Linked DNA regions of Sus scrofa: region 1 is linked to region 2. Evidence: chromatin contacts called from public Hi-C data. All regions are on one chromosome and are shown on one strand. Each heading gives the region's core, a stretch centred on a gene start, on an enhancer-like site or on the middle of the called end of the contact. The rest is flanking DNA. Distances are from core to core; before and after follow the strand shown.

Region 1 (4,757 bases), core at 998-3,497, 47 kb before region 2:
CTTTAAAGGTTTGGGTTTGTCCAATTCACTGAGATTTCTGACTTTATTGTTTTTCTACTCTGCTGTAACAACAAACAAATAAACTTCACCTGACAGTCTTTGTTCCTCAGAACTCTCAGCTCTTTGCTGAGTGACACATCACTCAGAGAGAAGACACTTAAGCCACCCGGTCTACTCTCCCTGGCCCAGGTCCGTTGGAGGTAAACCAACAAGCAGCAAAGCCCGGCCCTTTGATCCCTGGCAGACACTCCGCACACAGGGCAGGGATGGGTACACTTCCACACGCGGGCACGTTACTCGTCCTCCGGCACCTTCCCTCCTTCTCCACAATCCTTCCCTCTATCTTCCATCCAGTGAAAAAAACAACAGACATCTCAGCTAAATCCAGAGGACCCCTTAGCACAGAAATGGAAAATGTATTACAGCATTCTTCCCCAGTGTCTGGTACTTGAGATCATACCTATTTGCCGTCCTTAACAAGAGCTGATCACTTACCGAGCACCTTCTATGCGAGGAAAGAGTTACAGTCAGAGGGCCACAGCAGGCAGGGTGACCACCTCGGAGGAGATGCTGAGGTCAGCAAAGTCATTCTGAGTCCTACATCGAGTTCTAAGGTCCTTCTCCCAAGTATTTAGAATGTCCCTCAGGGCCGGGAACAAGCTCTCTGGGACGCTAAAGGAATAGAGCAAGACTGGTGGTTGACTGTGTCGCCAAGAGATCCGGGCAGTGAATACCCGTAGTGGAGTCAGGGCTAAGCAATTGTCACCTCCCTGGCTCACGTGAAAGGTATAGGGGACAGGATAGCCCAGGAGGATCCCAAACACAGTACAGAGATTCCAGTCTGAGGAACAGAGCCTGCTGCTGGAGACTGCCAGGGACAGGTCCGTCTTCAGTCCCTGCAAATGAGCGATGATCTCAGCCAGGAGGGCCTTCAAGTCCTGAAGCTGGTCCAGGGAGCAGACGGAAGGGTGAGGCTGAGCGCTGGAAACATCCACAAAGGCTACGGAACCAAGCAGCACCTGCTCCAAGTGCTGACACACACGCTCAGGACAGACAATCAGGCTGTCTTCTCCAATCTCAAGAATGTGAAGCCCCCGGGTCGGGAAGCCCAGGCCCTGCAGCTGCTCCAGATAGCTCTGGAGCTCTGCTGCCCCTGCACAGTTGCAATCATAGAGCAGAGCTGGCTTAAGTCCCCTGGCCACAGCCAGCACCTCTCCGGCTAGATGAAGGCACACGGCTCGGGGTGGGCCCCGGCTCCTCCCCATGCCCAGGGTCTGCTGAGCAGCTGCCACCAGCAGCTGAAGACTCAGTGTTGACATGGACTCTGGAAGCAACAGTAAGCATGGCCTCCTTAACTAGTCACAGTTCCCTCCCCTGGGCTGCATCTCTGAGCTCCAGACACTTGAAGAAGGGCCTAAAAACAAAGCAGTAGCAGGGGATTATTAGCACCAGCCAGTGACATACCAGGAAACCTGACAATAGCCTTCCCTTAAGTCTTACAGCATCTTCCAGAGGTCACTTCCCCTCCCTCTGCTTTGGAATGCTAACCCAGCCCAGATAAAACGGCATCACCAATGGCACCCTGATTTTTTGGTGACTTAGTCTCTCTTAGTTCCAAATTCAACTGTCTCTCTGGCCTTAAGGTTATATTTACACTCTCTCTGGCTTCCCTCCTAAATTTTCCTGTTGTAATTTACCTTCTCTGATTCACACCTGAAGGAGGTCGGGGCCGAAAAGAAGCAGAGCACTCTCTGGCAAAATTCAGAGCATTTCACCTAAAACTGTCCTCTGAGACAGAGTAGGTTCCACATGTACTCTTTTCATTGCCAACTCCTCTTTCTCTTCCGGCCAAGAATAGTTGTAAGAATAGCGGTCTGATTAAACGATACACACTAGAATGTGGACTACCAAACATCTCATGTTGAGACACAAAGTAAATAAGTTAAATTGGCTGGAACTGCAAGAGGCTTGTCTTGCAACTTCTGCAGGCCCCGCCTCCCCCTACTGGTGGACAGTCACTGGCCCTCGGACGACAGGCTCACCTCAACCCCCACGCCCTTTCCTGGGCACAGTACAGGGATTTAGTAAATGAGGCAGAGGTCTCCCTTGCACACACAGACGTCCTTCTACTTCCCCTGCAGATTCGCGGGCTCAGGAACCCCTTCCAGTTTCCTGCCCGCTGCCCGGAAGGCCGCGAGACCCTGTGCTCCGCCGCGAAGCTAGAAGTCCCGCCCGCAAGGGGAGGTCCCTTACCGCCCGCAGGGGCCGGGGAGGCGAGGTCTGCCTGCTGCGCATGCCCAGCACATGCCCTGTCCCGCCGCTTTCCGTAACGTCACCCGGTCCTCTCGCGCTCCCCGCGTAGGAACCACCGGCAGGCCGCGCGGCTGCATACCGGAAGTGCTGGTGCCTGAGGTCCGGCCCCTTCCGGCCCGGCTGATCCCGGCCCCGCCCCCCTGCGCCGGAAGAGGAAGGGAAGGGAGTGGACGGAAGGAGGCGGGACCGGTTGAAGCCGCCAGCTCTTCGCTTGTGTGTTGTTTTTAAGTCCAGTGTCCCGTTTGACCAGGGAGGCAGAAGCGGGGCACGCCGAGCAGAAACACCTTTGATTTGTGTCTGGAGAAGGACGCTTTCCCCTGCAAACGAAATATCTCAAGGCAAGCGACGTGTTTTGCGTGATACTTTCACCTGTGGGTGGTGCTGCAAAGTTTTTTTTGTTTTTGCTTTGACCTGCCTAAATCCTAAATTTGAGAGGCTGAGGTCTGAGAAGTGGGTGGAGAAGTGTCCTGGCCAAGGTTTGCTTTTTGTCTTTTTGCCTTTTCCAGGGCCTCTTCTGAGGCGTATGGAGGTTCCCAGGCTAGGGGTCTAGTTGGAGCTGTAGCCGCCGGCCTGCACCAGAGCCACAGCAACGCGGGATCCGAGCAGCGTCTGCGACCTACATACACCACAGCTCACGACAGCGCCGGATCCTTAACCCACTGAGCAAGGCCAGGGTCGAACCCGCAACCTCGTGGTTCCTAGTCGGGTTCGTTAACCACTGCGCCACGACGGGAACTCCAGGTTTGCCATTTCTAAGCACGGTGTGAAGGCATGAGTCTTCACCCTGGACACATGTGTACTAGGCCTGCTTTAGGTGCTGGAGGTACTTACTGCAGTGTACATAACAGACAAAAACCCCTCCTTCCTGGAGCTCAGTTTGGTCGAATTCTGTTTGCTGACTTCAAAGTGAGAAATAAGAGGCAGAGATGCAGACACTTTTTTTTGTTGTTGTTGTCTTTTTAGGGCTGCACCCGTGGCATATGGAAGTTCCCAGGCTATGGGTGGAATCATAGTTATAGCTGCCAGCCTCCCCCACAGCCACAGCAATGTGGGATCTGAGCGGTGTCTTTGACCTACACCACAGCTCACAGTAACGCTGGATCCTTAACCCACTGAGCGAGGCCAGGGTTCGAACCCATGTTTTCATGGATACTAGTCGGGTTTATGAACCGCTGAGCCACAACGGAACCCCCTAAACACTTTTCAATCAAATCATCAGGTAAAAACAGTTATTTCACTGAAAGTTTAACTTCTTTACCAGCATTATGACCCATCTCACAGAGGGAAAGAATTTCTTGAAAAAATTTGTCTCTGAATAAATGGCCGAAGTTCATTGATAGATAATAAATAGGCAAAGGCTAAGGGAACTGCAGGCGCCTACACAGGCTCCATCTTAGTAGTATCTGCAGACTGTGTAGAGACCCCTGAGGAATAAAGGTGGGGCCAGCCTGCAAGGAGGGCAAGCTTGTAGGGGCTCCCATTCTAACCCTGGTTCTTAACTCAGAGGGACTCAGAAGCAGAGACTAGAAGCTAATTTTAGGACTTTTTTCCTTCCCCATATTTATTTTAATTTCTCACAGTAGTTAGCAGTCAGTCCCTAAAATGACTTAGTTCATTTATTCTAACCATAAATATCTGAGAACACACTAGGTACCAGACACTGTGCTAAGAGCTGGCAGCAAAGTCCAAGACAAACAGTCCCTATCTTCAGCAAGTTTACAAACTTGAAGTAGTCAGGCAGGACACGAATGCTGAACAATTGCAAGGGAATTGATTATTCTGAAAGAGGAAGTATAGGGTGCTATGGGAACATATAGCCAGGGACCTAACTATATGGGTGAGAGGCCAGCCTAGATCCAAGCCTTGCCCTCCCCATTTATGCCTACAACTAATCTAGTTCAGTGGGGTGGACAGTGACAAAAACAAAAAGCTGGTGACACACCTAACTCCCTTCCCAGCCCTAAGCAAGGTGAAGGCAAGGAAGTTAAAAACACCAAGGGAGTGAGTGGTGTCGCCACCAAAGGGGAGAGCCGACTGAGTCTCCAAGAAAGGATACCTGGCATCAGGACCAGAGAGGGAGCCCTGCGTGCACTCTGCCAGTGTTCTGAAAAGGACGGGGATGGGGAAAGAAGAAACTGCTATTTTTTTTTTTTTTTTTTTTTTTTTTTGTCTTTTTGCCATTTCTTGGGCCGCTCCTGCGGCATATGGAGGTTCCCAGGCTAGGGGTCGAATCGGAGCTGTAGCTGCCAGCCTACGCCAGAGCCACGTCTGCGACCTACACCACAGCTCACGGCAATGCCGGATCGTTAACCACTGGCAGGCAGCGATCGACTGCAACCATGTCTCGTCAGATCGTTAACCACTGCACCACAACGAGAACTCCGAAACTGTGCTATTAAGACCGCATAACCACTCATCCGTTCCTCTGAGCATAAACTTGTCAC
Region 2 (4,655 bases), core at 441-2,940:
TTTTTATCTTGAAATTAGACAGAAGACAGATGTCTGTTTGTTTAAGGGCTCCTTGGCTGGGCCAGCGGCTGGCACTACCTGCTGTTTGCATACTTTCTTGATTCTTCCTCCCTCCCCTCCCTACCCCACCCCGGTCTCCCTGAATCTAATTAGGAGGAGGAAACGGTGACTAAAACCACCAAGAACAGGATTGGAATAGTTCTATCGCAACTTCTAGAGGCATGACGTGGTATTGGACAGAGCTCCAATGCTCCCACAGGCGCTCCTCTAATAGCAAGGGCAGGGAACGCTATCTTTGAAAGCTCTTGTTCTACCTTAAACATTAAAGTGAATTCTGCAGTCTATGAAGAAGCACTTTGTTTTTACAGGACATGACACTGTAAGTTACTCTCAGGAATAGTGTCTCTCTGTGTGGATACTGCGGTCTTTAAGGAGCACACACCTTTCTGGAGTGTTAAGTCCAGTTGGTGTTTGTTTTTTCTCTTTGTTTCTTGAGGTTATTATTTGCTTACATTAAAATGTACCTGTTTTATTTTATTATTTTATTTTATTTTGCTTTTTAGGCCCAAACCTGCAGCATATGGACGTTCCCAGGCTAGGCGGAGCTGCAGCCGCTGGCCTAGCCACAGCCAAAATGTACCAATTTCAAACGTACTGTTTTCTTAATTATACAAGGTGTAACTATCACCATGATCAAGATATAGAACAGTTACTACCCCCCACCCCACCCCTGCCCTTTCTTTTTCTTTTTAAGGGCTGCACCTGCCATGGAAGTTCCCAGGCTAGGGGTCAAATTAGAGCTGTAACTGCCAGCCTACACCACAGCCACACCGGATCAGAGCTGCACCTGTGAACTACATGGCAAATGTTTAACCCACTGAAGGAAGCCAGCGATCAAACCTGCATCCTCACGGAGACCATGTTAGGTCCTTAATCCGCGGGGCCACAGTGGAAGCTCCAGTTACTTCCCCTTTGAAAGTGCTCCGTCCGGCTTCGAGTTCGGTCTTGGGACACCTGATTGGGCTTTACTGCTTTCTCTAACACCGTCTCTCTGGGTGACTTAGGAAATCACTTTACCTCTCCGGATGGAGTTCTGCTCTAGTACCATGAAAAATGTCGGAATAGATGAGTTACCGGGGATCCTGCAATACTTCAGTAAAATGAGGGGAAGGGGAAGGGCAAGGGTGCGAATCTCAGCCTTGCCTCCCCACACCTGTGGCACATCCTAGGGGAAAAAACCTGTGGTCGCAGCAGACTTGGGTTTCCAGCTCCTCTTTCGCTCGTGTGCACGTAACCCTTTCTAAGCATCCCTTTTCTCATTTAAAATAGCAGGCTTTTGAACAAGACCTATTTGTCAACTGCTGTGAGGAGTCTTGAGATGCTCCCGCACCCTTAAAGGCTGGTTGCGTTTTTATTGTGGCATAATATAAAGGCACTGCATTCAACCACCTCCACTACTACACGTTTACGCAGGCCGATTCTCACAACCGAAAGTGACGAGCAAAGTACCACGCACCTTTGTACCCACCTGGGGAAGCCGAAGCCTGTCCGCCTTCCTTCTGGGGCTCAGAGAAAAAATGGGCGTGCGTACATGTGCTTCCAAAGAGCGTCGCCAGGGGGCGGAATGGAAACCAGGAAGTTTTAACGCCTGTCGTACAAGCGCGACGTAAAGCGGGCCTGCTTTATGGCACGCTGCTTCTGCCGTAAAGCGCTGCCGGCGAGCCCGCGTGGGTCGGTTGGCGAGATTACTTCCAGGTGAAAAGCGGGCCCCTTGGAAGGGGGCGAAGTTGTGATCGCCATGGGCAAACGCGGGAGCCGGAGCCAGAGCCAGCTGATCAACACTCTGACTAAGAAGCAGAAGAAGCATCTCCGCGATTTCGGCGAGGAGCATCCCTTCTACGACAGGTGGGAGGGGCGCGGCTGGGGCCAGGGCAGCCGGCGTCTTCTCCCGCTGGGAGCCCGCGTGCTTTTCGGCGCTCGGTCCGCGGGTCCCCGGGACGGGGACGGGGACGGGGACGGGGCAGCTCCCGCCGCTTCCTGCGCGCCCCGCGCCGGCCTTGGTCGGCTGGGAAGACTGGCGGCTTCCGCCTGAGATGCGGTTCTTCACGGGTCTAACTTTGAGCTGATAACTCTATGCTAGACCGCACGCCTCCTTATGGGGCTGGTTTTCTGAATTTGTGTGTGTGCGTGCTTTCCAAGGATTGGTCCCACACGTGGGACCTTCGACATCACCGATCAATTCAATGACAGTGACGGAACTGATGTCTCGGTAGTTGTGGGTTCCTCTGTAAGTGTCCAGACTCTCAGTTATGATCCTACTTTAGTGCTCATCCCACCACTTTAGGCCGCTTTATCAACAATTAGAGGGACTTGCTGGAAGTGGTGAACCCCGAAGACTTTTATTTGACAGTTTTCCCATTTTTTGGATGAGAGCCAGGTATTGTGTGACTGCTATTTGTCATGTGACCTTGTTAAACTTTTTTTTTTTTATCGATTATTTTCTATTTGGCACATTCGTACAATCCTCGTCCCAGTACCTACGGAGTTTTTACGTGACTGTAGTTATGATGTGTTTATAATGTCTGCCATGTTCACTTAAAGTCCTATCTTTAGACATTTTTATTAATTGCCGAATACTAGTAGTTAAGAGTTTAACATTGCCTATTTCTTCTCAGGGTTTCCAGAAAGGAAGCAAAACCACAGATTTGTCACCTGGTAATGCTTTATGCCTTCTTTATGATAACTGATTCTGGGTTGTTACTTTTAAGGTTCTATATAATAGTACAGTTTGCCTGCACTTGCGTTCTTTTCGATTTTAGATGTAAGCTTTTATTTTGGTAATGTTGCTTAGCTTTGAATGCAGATGTTGGTTAAAATGCCATTGTGATAACTAATACAGTACCCAAAGTTTGACGTTGTCGTGAGAGATTAGCTTGTTAGGACCTGTTAAGCAGAGGGCTCTTGGTGAGTCTTAAGAGGGGAATGCCTTGTTTGCTTAACATACAATAGCGTGCGAAGTCATCAAAGGTCTTATTACCACAAATGCAGAAAAAAACTACTGCATTTTTTGTTGCAATTTTTCCTCTTGCTCCTTTAAATGTGCCAAATATCTGACACATAGGTTAATACAGACAACCTAAGCTCTGTTTTTAGACTTTCTCCTTGTGCAAGATTAGCAATTCAAAGAAGATGAAGAGCTTCTAGAATCATAGCTAGATTAGCTATCAAATAAATTTGGTGCTAGGCTTGGTTGAATAGATAAGATTGCATATTTGCAGAGAAGCTAATTTTTATTTAGAAAAGTCTCAGCCTCTTGCACTGTGGGCCTGATGGTCGTCATGGAGTAGCAACGAGAACAATATGAATTTTGTTTTTAAAATCCCCATTTTCCTTTTAGTCAGAGAGTTCAGATTCTTCGAGTTCTGAAAGTGAAGCGGAGAGTGAACCAGAACAAGTTTCTGGTTATCACAGACTTCTCGCTACGTTAAAGAGTGTTTCCAAGGAGGAGGAGGAGGAGGAGGAAGAGGAAGAAGAGGAAGAAGAGGAGGAAGAAGGCAGTGTTGTAGATGAGGCAGAAATGGATCTTGAAGAAGGTGATGGCGACGTGAGTGCGGAGGAAGACCTGGCAGCAGAGTCTGCAGACACGCGCGAGAGTGAGTGTCTTTGCTGGGCTCCTCTTTGCCAGGACCACAGACAGCTGGCCCCGTGGGCGCGGCACCCTGTCCTGCGTGAGCCGGGTGAAAACACACGGACCCAAAGCAGAGATTCTTAACCCTGCTGGGCTCGGTGATACCTTTGAGACTCTGATGAAAACCTAGGGCTCTCTGGCCAGAAAAATGCAGAAATGACATTTTTGCTTATGATTTCCAGGACTTCATCAATCCTAGTTCAAGTTCCCCTGATTGAGAGGAAAGAGAACATAATTCTGTTTTTGTGATGGTCTCAAATTTTTTAAAGAGATTATTGTTCCTCCCATAGGGAAACCAAGTTTACGGTAAGAGCGATACAATATACAAAACTTTTTAAGCAGCAGATTCGAATGGAATGGCTAGGTCTAAGGTGTTGAAGGGACATGAAGTGGTCCCACCATGCTGATGGGATACCTGAGGGAAGACCCCAGGGAAGCACTGGGACTGAAAAGCTTAAAGGACCATGTCACACCCAGACTTTTAAGTGACTTTTCACCTTTAGATCAACTTTATTGAGGTGTGATTTGCATACAGTAAAGTGTGACCATCTCAAGTATGTAATTTGATGAGTTTTGACAAATGTGTATATATTACCAGCACCAGGACAAAATGAAGAACCTTTCCAACACCTACAGAAATCTCTTCTGGTGCTTTTACAGCCGGTTTCCCAGGCCTGGCGTCAGGCAAGCACTGACCTGCTTTTTTCACTGTCGATGAGTTTTGCCTGTTCTGTCTAATTCATATGAATGGAAGTATACAGGAAGCACTCTTTTGTATCTGGCTTCTTGGCTTCTCATCCAATGTGATTCCTGTATTAGGAGTTTATTTCTTTTTATTATTGGAGTAGCATTCTATTGTCTGATTATACCCTGGTAACTTTTTATATTCTATTATCTAAATGCTGCTTTGCCTTTCTGAAATATAGAAAGTATTTTTTTTCTATACTTTAAGGTGTTACACACCGTT

Evidence for each region. A called contact is a pair of places that touch in the nucleus more often than the background predicts.
Region 1: a contact with region 2 is called in a Hi-C map of liver, with 7 times the contacts expected there. The contact joins the promoter of C9H1orf74 here to the promoter of DIEXF in region 2. A contact is called at or near these places in 1 of 5 promoter capture datasets (liver), 7 of 47 Hi-C or Micro-C datasets (alveolar macrophages, heart right ventricle, liver and 1 more) and 2 of 2 datasets of contacts at active chromatin or transcription factors (alveolar macrophages and skeletal muscle).

What each region holds. Positions count from the first base shown.
Region 1 is chr9:133,185,361-133,190,117 of Sscrofa11.1, reverse strand. It overlaps C9H1orf74 (UPF0739 protein C1orf74 homolog), which reads right to left and starts at 2,247. Exons shown (of 3, transcript XM_021063892.1): 1 at 2,043-2,247; 2 at 496-1,414. The coding sequence starts at 1,319. The coding sequence ends at 528. TRAF3IP3 (TRAF3-interacting JNK-activating modulator) reads left to right here. Exons shown (of 15, transcript XM_021063884.1): 15 at 1-98.
Region 2 is chr9:133,138,293-133,142,947 of Sscrofa11.1, reverse strand. DIEXF (digestive organ expansion factor homolog) reads left to right here and starts at 1,690. Exons shown (of 12, transcript XM_003130420.6): 1 at 1,690-1,905; 2 at 2,676-2,715; 3 at 3,398-3,653. The coding sequence starts at 1,799. LOC102159985 (a long non-coding RNA gene) reads right to left here and starts at 1,664. Exons shown (of 3, transcript XR_305746.3): 1 at 1,529-1,664.